Regions from separate parts of the Sus scrofa genome. Here all the other regions are linked to region 3. Evidence: chromatin contacts called from public Hi-C data. All regions are on one chromosome and are shown on one strand. Each heading gives the region's core, a stretch centred on a gene start, on an enhancer-like site or on the middle of the called end of the contact. The rest is flanking DNA. Distances are from core to core; before and after follow the strand shown.

What was found. Hi-C and Micro-C count contacts between places; a contact is called where the count stands out from the background.
Region 1: a Hi-C map of liver shows a contact between it and region 3, with 8 times the contacts expected there. The contact joins two enhancer-like sites. A contact is called at or near these places in 6 of 47 Hi-C or Micro-C datasets (embryonic fibroblasts, fibroblasts, liver and 2 more) and 2 of 2 datasets of contacts at active chromatin or transcription factors (alveolar macrophages and skeletal muscle).
Region 2: a contact with region 3 is called in a Hi-C map of liver, with 13 times the contacts expected there. The contact joins two enhancer-like sites. A contact is called at or near these places in 4 of 47 Hi-C or Micro-C datasets (epiblast stem cells, liver and skeletal muscle) and 2 of 2 datasets of contacts at active chromatin or transcription factors (alveolar macrophages and skeletal muscle).

Annotation. Positions count from the first base shown.
Region 1 is chr7:88,200,507-88,203,764 of Sscrofa11.1, forward strand. It overlaps AKAP13 (A-kinase anchor protein 13), which reads left to right. Exons shown (of 38, transcript XM_021099912.1): 27 at 1-7; 28 at 3,083-3,159. Among named protein-coding and RNA genes, the nearest start is that of KLHL25, 90 kb to the right of the region's middle. Within about 2 kb of position 1,670, at least 20 of the 83 cell types and tissues checked have an H3K27ac peak or open chromatin away from gene starts, as enhancers often do. A contact at or near this core is called in liver, where this site is marked.
Region 2 is chr7:87,991,272-87,994,353 of Sscrofa11.1, forward strand. The region is part of intron 2 of AKAP13 (A-kinase anchor protein 13); the gene reads left to right. Among named protein-coding and RNA genes, the nearest start is that of AKAP13, 100 kb to the left of the region's middle. Within about 2 kb of position 1,395, at least 26 of the 83 cell types and tissues checked have an H3K27ac peak or open chromatin away from gene starts, as enhancers often do. A contact at or near this core is called in liver, where this site is marked.
Region 3 is chr7:88,072,767-88,076,363 of Sscrofa11.1, forward strand. AKAP13 (A-kinase anchor protein 13) reads left to right here. Exons shown (of 38, transcript XM_021099912.1): 8 at 2,085-2,226. Among named protein-coding and RNA genes, the nearest start is that of AKAP13, 190 kb to the left of the region's middle. Within about 2 kb of position 2,020, at least 6 of the 83 cell types and tissues checked have an H3K27ac peak or open chromatin away from gene starts, as enhancers often do. A contact at or near this core is called in liver, where this site is marked.

The DNA of each region.
Region 1 (3,258 bases), core at 420-2,919, 130 kb after region 3:
TTGAAAGGTGAGGCTCACTTTTGTCTGGGGCTAAAAGCACGTGCCAGAGGGGAGCAGGCCGAATCCAAGTGTGTTTGTTTAGTAATTCACCACCAGATTGTTCCTAGGGACCCATGTCCACACATCACACAGAAGCAAGTCATTTAATTGTTCCTAATCTTGTATCAAAAAGGACAGGTTTGAGAAGGCTCACAACACTGTACAAAATACAGTAAGATAATGAGGAAGCGATGCAGGCCTAGGAGAGGTGGGTGACGCCGTTGGGCTTGGGTGTGGCAAAACAGTTGCCAGGAGGGAAACACCGTCAGTTGCACAGTTCATAGACTCTGAGATTAAAAATACATCACTCATTCCAAAGAGATGTCAGAGGAATTTTCAGTTCCTGAGACCTTAGAGAAACGTAAGTTTAACTCAACAGCAACTAGATTTATTATTAAACCTTGTTACTCATATCCTTAATCTTTCTCTAAGCAAAAGAGAGCACAAAAGATACTCTTTTGTCCATTTGATTTTGGTTTTTACTTTTTAAGTGATCAGCTCCTTCACGTTAAGGAAATTAGGTTTATTAACTCATCTGTACATCTGGGTTTGCTTTAATAATTGTTTTTATCAAACCTATATTTTCTGGTGCTGTCTGGTAACTCTAACCTCACCAGTAGCCTTGGGTATACCCAGCCCTCTCCCTGGCCTTAGTGAGCTGAGTACACAAAGCAGCCCGGTGCTGTCAGCCCACTGGCATACAGCTCAGGTGAGTGAAACGGGTGCTTTTCTCATCTCCGAAGTCTAAGTGATGCTGTAGGTCACTACTGTCAGAACTCCCAAGAGTCCTTAGCTAGCGTTTCACCATGCTTAGGCCAACTATAAAGAAGTCCCAGGCGATCAGCTGGTCTCAGAGGTGAATGAAGCAGGACACCCTGCATTCTGAGATTGGGATCAGAATGAAGACGTGTAAAGAGGTTCTTGCTCCGCAGTATGATGGGACTGGAAGAGAGGTGTGGACTGGGGACTGGGAGAGGGTTGAGAGGTCCTTGTGAGAGCCTCGCTCAGCCCCAGTGAGGGTGGGAGGTGAACATGAGTTCAGTCTCAAAGGATGAAGAGGGAGCCAGACAGGTGGGAGGAGTAAGTGGAAGTGCAGAGATGAAGGGTCTGGCATGTGGAGAAGGGCGGGTGGTCAGGGTCTGGGACAAGCAGCAGAGTGAGACCGGGAGGGACAGGAAATAAGGCTGCAGCATCAGCTGGGGGCCGGGTTGGAGCGGGTGTGTACTCTGGACTGACTGCTGGGCTGACAGTGATCCTGGTGATAGGAGTGGGCGAAGAGTGGATTCAGAATCGAGGCTTTTAAGCAGGAAAAGGGTGGATTAGAGTGCATATAATTGAGCTGCCGGGGGCGGTGTAGCTACAGCGAGAGTGAAGAGGGCAGTCACTGTTACAGGGGTGCTAGGAAGGGCTTATCCAGGCAGGGCCATTTCAGAGAGAAGAAATACCCCTTCCTGCCACCAACCAGCCATGTATGTCACTGCTGCGTGGTGCACTGGAACCGAATGATCCCTGAGGCCCCTTCCTCCCAGCCCTGGTACTCAGCTGTCCTGAGACCCACAGCTGAGGACCCTGCCTTCACTGCCACTTCAGGACCAGCTTTGAGGCAGCCTGGCAGTTGAGAAGCACCTCCTCTCTCTTCTCTCCTGTAAGGATGGGTTTCCTAGAGCTGCTGCTGCCTGGAGCCAGCACTGTGTTCTTTCCTTTATACAGCATTTTATTGATTCATTCCCAAAATAAAAAGTAATAGATCCCAGCTGTTGGAATAAAGTTGTGGTCAAAGCAATGGTAGAACGATACGTTTTCTGGCCTGAAATGTCTCCAGTGGAGATAGGAATTGGTGTTTAGTCATTTTCACCCCAAGTGAACTTGTGCCAAGAACAGCCAGTACTATGTTGGGTAACCTTTGAAAGGGATGGGATTGTTTTTCTCTGATCTACTGACACTGATCATATAAACTTCAAGATCTAATAAAGTTGAAACTTGTGTTTTAGAACCTTTTTTTTTTTTTTTGGCAGACACCTGAACTATTTAAAAGTAAACTTTAAAAAAATTGTCAAAACTAATGGTAGTACATGGAAAATTACTCTAGTCCAGGCTGAAAAACTAGACCTCCCTAGGAATCAGACATTCTTGCTTCTGTTTTCTTCATAGCTTCGCAACGAATTACACAGAGAGGGGACCCCAGTTTTGGCAAAAGTGGTAGAAAAGGCCAGGAGGGGCCTGACCACCCAGAAGGGAACTGCATATAAGTCAGCCCGTTCTTTCTCTCCAGGGAGTCAAAATAGGCTCCCCTCTCCAGAATGAGGGTGGTACAGAGGGGCCGGCCTGTTAGATCTCAGTAGATGGCCCACCCCCAGGAACAGCACAGTTTGCCCTCAAGGAGGTAGTGGAAAGTGTCACTTCATACTCCTAAAGAATTAGAGCAAGAGTTTGTGACATTCTTTTGATTCCTGGGCCCAACTAGAGATGTTCATCTGGCTTTTGTTCTGTTTTAACTGAGATGCAGAGAGGTTGAGGTTGTCTGTGGTGTGTTGGAACTGGGGCTCAGAGAGGTTCTCACAAGGACTTTTGCTGCCAGTGGCCATTGTCCAGCCATCCCGTCCTCCCAGGGGTATGGAGGAAGTCTGCCTTTCATTGAACCGAGATATTCTTCTACCTCACCTTCTGGCAGCCTCCCTGTCTGCTGTCCCACGCCTTTCCCAGTACTATGATCAGAAGTGAAGAGTTAGTGACCTGAGCATTTTGTAGCATATGTTGCCATTAACATCTGTTGGAGTCCTGCTTCCCAACTTTTAAAAGTATTTTGTTCTAAAAACCTTGCTCATGGGATATATCGTTCCAGCACAGAGTGCTTTTAAGCCTTCCTACAACAAAGCTTTGGTGATAAATCCCATCTTAAAATGCTTCTGAAAGTCTCAAGACCAGATCCGGGAGGAGTGATCTCCACCCCATGTGCCCGTGGGTGTGCTGCTGAGTTAGTCTCTAATAAAGCCTGAAGGCTCTTGCTGGTTCTGCTCACTGGTCTCTCCTCTCCACTCTGCAGAGGTTCAAGCGGTCCTGCTTACTGACATTTTAGTTTTCCTTCAAGAAAAAGACCAGAAATACATCTTTGCGTCACTGGTAAGTGGAATTGTTCTTCTACTGTTTGTAGTTAACAGTGCTCAGTTTGCAGTTAATACGGGGAGGGTGAGTCGTGAGTGTAATGCAGTATTACTGCTC
Region 2 (3,082 bases), core at 145-2,644, 82 kb before region 3:
AGGAAAAATAGTTGTATTACTCTGTAGTCATCTTTAAGATCCATGTTTTAGGAGGGCTCAGGGAGCTAAGAATCCCATGATCCATGAGGTTGCAGGCTCAATCCCTGGCCTTGCTCACTGAGTTAAGGATCTGGCATTCTGCAGTCTGCAGTGTAGGCTGTGGATGTGTTTTAAATCTGGTGTTGCTGTGGCATAGGCCTGCAGATGCAGTTGCCATTTGACCCCTAGCTTGGGAACTTTCAGGTGCAGCCCTAAAAAGAAAAAAAAAAAAAAAGGTCCATATATTAGGTGTAAATTGGATGTTCTTGTATTGAGAAACTTTTGTTGTTGTTGTTTTTAAATAGCAAATTTGGATCTCATTTATCAGAGGACAGTGTAATTTAAAAATTCTGCTTAGTTTTTTATATTCTTTCATGCTTGAAATTGCTTCTTGGGAGGAAAAAACCCCGCATTTCTAAAATTTGCTATTAGTCCCTTTGTGAACCTAAATGAACAATGTATGATAACGATTTGATAGTAGGCCTTTCATTTTCTTTCTCGCTCTTTTTTTTTTTTTTTTTTTCTTTTTTCTCTTCTGTCCTTGTAGGACCGCACCTGCGGCATATGGGGGTTCCCAGGCTACGGTTCTAACTGGAGCTGTAGCCACTGGCCTACACCACAGCCACAGAAACGCCAAATCCGAGCTGCCTCTGCAACCTACACCATAGCTCACGGCAACTCTGGATCCTAAACCCACTGAGCGAGGCCAGGGATCGAACCCACAACCTCATGGTTCGTAGTCGGATTTGTTTCTGCTGTGCCATGACGGGAACTTCCACTTTCTGGGGGGTGTGTGTGGGTCTTGGTTAGTAATCATCTTTGTGATTAATAATGTTGCTAAGGAAATAAATGTGATAACAATGTCTTTATTGTGCATATGCTGTAAGGGAATATGTGCCGAAGCCCCAGGGGGAGTGTAGCTGAGAGTGTCCAATAGTGTTTTATTCTAGAGATGTATTCTGTGAAATAAATAACCTAGTCTCTTAGCAGATTGAAAAGGTAATGCTAGACATAATTCCTGTATCTCTTGAATCCTGAGTTATTATCTCTAGCCTTTATGGGACTTATGGTCTGAGCTTTTCTTTTGCAGTAAAAAACTTAGAGCAAACGAAGTGGCTGCTATATTTTTATGCACATAGTACATGTACCCTTTGGCTGTAGAGCCCTTCTCAGGATAAAAGCATAGACTTCCCAGAAGGGATGGGAGATGGGGAATGTTATCAGATGATAAAAGAAAAAGGCAGGCACATGAAGCAAAGGTTCCTATTTCTAAAACAAACAAAAAGGCCCACCCACACACACTGATCGTTAGCGGACCTAGCAACCTAGCAAGTGGACATTAGCAACAGTAAATAAATCCTCCCCCAGACTAACAGCTGAAAAGGAAGCAAGATTTTTAAACTTCGGAAGGAGGAGAAGGGTGGGGTCTTTGGTTGCCTCTTATCTCAGACCCCAGGCTTATTCTAGAAGAAATCTGGCCAGGCCAGGCTGGAAGCTCGGTGAGGTACAAAGAGACAGTAGGGTCAAGAATAAAGTACTGGATTAATCCTGTAGATTATAAGCTAGAGAAAGTCACTTCCTTTCTCCTCTCATCACTTTACTTTTCTGGAGAAAAAGTTGTGATGATGCACCCAAGTAACTGTCCCACAGGCAGCTCTCTGTGTGGGAGTGAACTTTGTGGGAGAGGTCAGGGGTGGAGGACAGTTTGATGAGTCATAGGAATCATTGTATTTTAGGGGCAGTTGAGCTCAGTTTTCTGGAAGAGTGAAGAAACTGAGCTACAGAGAGATGGAGGGATTTGATTGAAGCTTCATGGGGGTTGTGGTAGATCTGGTCAGGTAGCAGAATCCAAAAATAATTAGCCCAGCCTGTTTGCAGGAGGCAGTGCTTTAAATTTAGGATTCAGAGTACGTGTACAGAGAAGTCATGGTGTAAGTCTGGGAATAAGTGGGCTAAGTAAGAGAGAAGAAGGTAGCTATGGGATCACTGAAAGAAGAGGAATGTTTGAAAAGATAGCATTGAACTTTTTTTCAGAGGAGTAAACAGGTAAAGATTAGATAGCCAATGTGTATGCACTGTAGGCACATTGGAGAGTAGTTTACAGTTACTAATTGAAATCCCTCTTAAGTAGAAAAAAAGAGTCACAATGTGGATTGTAATTTTTGATGTAGGGAAGTCAGTAATAGCCATCCTTTTGAATTACTTGGTGAAACACTTATCTTTATACTTAGAGCTTCTTCAGGCGGATAGGCGGGTTTTTTTAGCCTGGGACCAGTAAAAGGAAGGGAAGGCGAAGATCCTGAACAGTAAGGCATTTTTCTTGTCCAGTGCAGCCCCTGTGGCTCTTTGATGCTTTTCTCTATTAGAATAATGTCCTGGAGTTCCTGTTGTGGATCAGCAGGTTAAGAACACAACATAGTGCCCGTGAAGATGCGAGTCGATCCCTGGCCTTGCTCACTGAGTTAAGAATCCAGTATTGCCACAAGCTGCAATATAGCTCACATATGTGACTCAGATCCAGTGTTGCTGTGGCATAGGCCTCCGCTGCAGTTCCAATTTGACCCCTAGCCTGGGAACTTCTGTATGCTGAGGATCTGGCCATAAAAAGGGGGGCGGGGAGAAGAAGAATGTTTTACCAGTTGCCGAGATGTTCCGGGGGCATTGAGTACTTTATGGTTAAGAATATTCTACAATTGATTGCTGTGGCTTTCATACTGACTTGAAAGGTTTATACTGGACGCTGATGATTTGCTAACTAAAATGACTGTAAGGACATATTTAAGGAGGGAAAACTTGGGGTTCATTTCCCAGATTATTCAGTTATAAACTCGTCTTTTGAGGTCCCCAAGATTTGTGGTCCAGGTGTCCCTCAGGAAAACCGAAAGTTTTTTTTCCTTAAAAAATGAAATACTTTTTTTTTTTTTTTTTAAAGCAGAGAGATACTCATACATGACATGGAAATTCATTTCCAACCGTGCTGTAAGGTTATGTAAGGGATGGTTACCATTACACACCATATGATTGGGATAAAACCCACATATGT
Region 3 (3,597 bases), core at 770-3,269:
TATGAAGAGTCATATGTGCTCTGTGCTTATGGCTTCAAAGAACAGGGAGAAGTAGCCAGTGATGAAGAAATTGGTGCTTTCTTCAGAAAATAGCCAGGATTGGGGAAAGACCCCGGTCACATTGCCCTCGAGAAAAAGCACCTGAGTGTGATCTCAGACTAAAGGGTGTTTTCTAGAAAGTTCACATTTCATTCATGAATTTAACCACACTGTTTTGTAAGTGAGGAGACAGAGGTTAACTCCTGACTTGGAAGGAGCCCCATGGCATTGGCTTCTGTTTTTATATACTGCTGTTGGCAAAGCCAAATAGAAATTGAGGAAAACACAAAACTTTGAGTTAGAATGAGGGGATGTGGCCCTTCATCCATCGAGAGTGTTGACCACAGTGCTTTGGAAAGTTGGATGTGCATGACTGAGTTGGGCCAACACACCCCACAAGTCTCAGTAATCTCTGTTTACCATTGTGAGTGGTTGCCACTTGCCAAGACACACATTTTCAGTTGATGGGTATAGGATAGTAAGGATGTACCAAAAATCACATCCTCAAATAAAATAAAAATCATCAACCCTCTCTAAAAAACAAAACAAAAAAAAAACTATAAGAAACCTATTTTACTCACTTAGAAATATTTCAGTCAAGGAGTACTTCTAAGGGGATTGCTTAGTCATATTTTTTTTAAACTTTAATCACATTTTATGAAGTGTAGGAGAGATTTTGGTTCTTTTAATAAGGAAGAGTGCCCATTTTTTTAAATGCTAGTGAGGTTATATAATTATGAATAAGGACAAAGAAAGGAGACTTGTAAATGTTCAGTTATAGGAATGTAACTTTCCTAAGTCTAAAGTAGGCCTTTATTACAGGTCACAGTATGCAGTTAAAAAACAGTGGTCATATATATTAATATAATTAATCATATATCTTAATATAATTTATCCTTTGGTAAAGAACCACCTCTAACTTTTGGTATAGGGAACTCTGCTAGAGTAGTGACATGACTAGATTACTAACAATCACAGAAAAGTATTTTCAAATGAAATTGAGATCATGATTCCATTTGTATTTGGATTATCAAGGTGAATTTTGACTGTTCAGCCATCATTTCCCTTTAAAGAAGTATCAAAGCATGATTTTTGCCTCAGACATCATTTTATCACTTCCTTCCTGTATATGCTTGACCATATGGTAGTTATTAAATTTTGGTCTGTTGAGCTTAATTCTAAAGACAACATGAAAAGACTTTTCCTTGAGAAAAGGAATTGCTTGTTTTTTATTGTTTTGGTTTGGGAAAAAATAAAAGTGAAAACAAAACATAATTTACTAGAGTAGTTCAGTCTCATCAGTTTCAGTGATGGAAAGATCAGTATGTATAAAATGTTTTAAAGAAAGTGAGACTCTTTCCAAAGGCTTTGTCTCATTCTCAGCAGCTGTTTTTGTTCTGTACAAATACCTGCAAATGTCTCTTGCCTCTTTGATGATGATCCAGATGGACTACTAGCTTAAGCTGTCAGTCTCTTCCCTTCAAGCTTGTGAGTGTACTTTTCCACATGCTGGTCAGCACCACACTCATTTGAATTGTCATTAAAAGTCAATAATGGGAGTTCCCATTGTGGCGCAATAGAAATGAATCCAACTAGTAACCATGAGGTCACGGGTTCAATCCCTGGCCTCGCTCAGTGGATTTGGGATCCAGCATTGCCGAGAGCTGTGGTGTAGTTCACAGACGTGGCTCGGATCCCACGTTGCTGTGGCTGTGGCGTAGGCTGGCGGCTGCAGCTCTGATTCCACCCCTAGCCTGGGAACCTCAATATGCCACAGGTGCAGCCCTAAAAAAAGAGTCAGTAGTGAAAATGGAAGTTCAGTGGACGTTGAACTGCATCTTCGCTTAGCTACAAACCCACATAGAGGCTAAGGAAAAACCATACAACCATGCGATTAAGGACTAGCTTAGCACTGGTCACTGGCTCCAAAGCAATACTTCTGTTTAACACAAAAGCAAGAGCAAACATATGAAATCTGGGACATGTTGTGTAAATAATAAGATCCAGGAATCAATTTTTCAAATGCACTCTGGAACTGCCTTGTTCTCTTCAGAAATGCCAGACACAAAAGCTGAAGATGAAGTGGATTTTCTGAATAACCCTGGGGAAAGTTCAATTTCTGCAGAGGTGGCTATCAGCAACAGAGCTATGACACCTGAGGTGAAACAAGGCCTGAAGACACAGGTGGTAAGTGGCATCAATTCTGTAGGAGCACAAAATATATTTAGCCTGCTCTGCTATGTCTGATATAAGGCCTTGTTTAGGGGATTTTAAAATTCACAATAGATTTTTTTCCCCTTTCTCTCGTGTTCCCTCACATACAAATGTGGACATGTTTAGTGAAGGTTTTACACAGCGTAGATTTGGAACAGAACCTCGTGCATCGATCCCTTGGAGATTGTAATGAAAAGGTTTTCCCTGTGAGCATGAGACTTTCCAATTCGTCATGAGGTTTAACATGTCAGAAAATGGGAATTGCCACAAAAAGAGGTCTTAAACCTGACTGTCCTTTCTTTGTATAGAAACTGAGAGCAAAAATGAGATTTAAATGTAAAGATCAGTACTGACTAAAAATATGAAGTATGCCATTTTTAGAGATGAAAAAAAGGTTCAGTAGGTTTTCCTGACAGTTTTATTGAGAAGTAATTCACATAACCATAAAATCTGCTTGTTCAAGTAAAGTAGTTTAGTAGTTTTTAATATATTTACACAGTGGTACAGCTGTCACTACTAATTTTATAACATTATCACCACACCATAAAAAACCACATATTCATTAGCAGTCCACCCCCACACCCCCTCAGCTAATAGTTACTAATCTCTTTATGGATTTGCCCATTTTGGAACCATGTAATCGGAATTCTAAAATATGTAGTCTTTGTGACTGATTTCTTTCACTTAGTATTATGTTTCAAGGTTCATTCCATGTTGTAACATTGATCAGTATTTCATTTCTTTTCATTGCCAAGTAATATTCTGTTGTAGGGATATACCACACTAGTACATTTGGCTTATTTCTACTTTTTGGCTATTGTGAATAATAATTGCTGTGAACATTTAGGTGTTGGTGATGGACATGTGTTTTCATATTCTTTGGGTTTTCATGTGCTTTGTAGGGGGTTTGCTGGATCATAGAGTAATTCTATATTTAATATTAATTTTCAGAATTGTTTTTCTTCAGGGTCTTGATTATTTTCTTGTTTAAATCTATTAACTTGTAAAACAAGAAGTCTTAAATTTGTCAAGAGAAACAGTGCTTTAAGCTTTAGATTCCATGCTTGTTTAAAAAAAAAAAACTTTTGGAAGCAGAAAAATCAGGTTACTGGACTAAATCACTTTGCCTCTTCAGAAAACGGTGCTTCCTTGTCGAGACTTGAGGGTGCACTGTTTTTACTCTTTAGAGAACTAAAAGTTATTTTTTCTTAAAGTCACCCCAGTAGGTAAACAGAACTGTACCCTCCCAAGCTGCTTCAAGTGTATGAATTGTGATAAACAAGCTTCATTTTACTGGAGTACAGTGGTAGGGAGGTGCTGGCTGTTCTAACCCACCCCTTATTA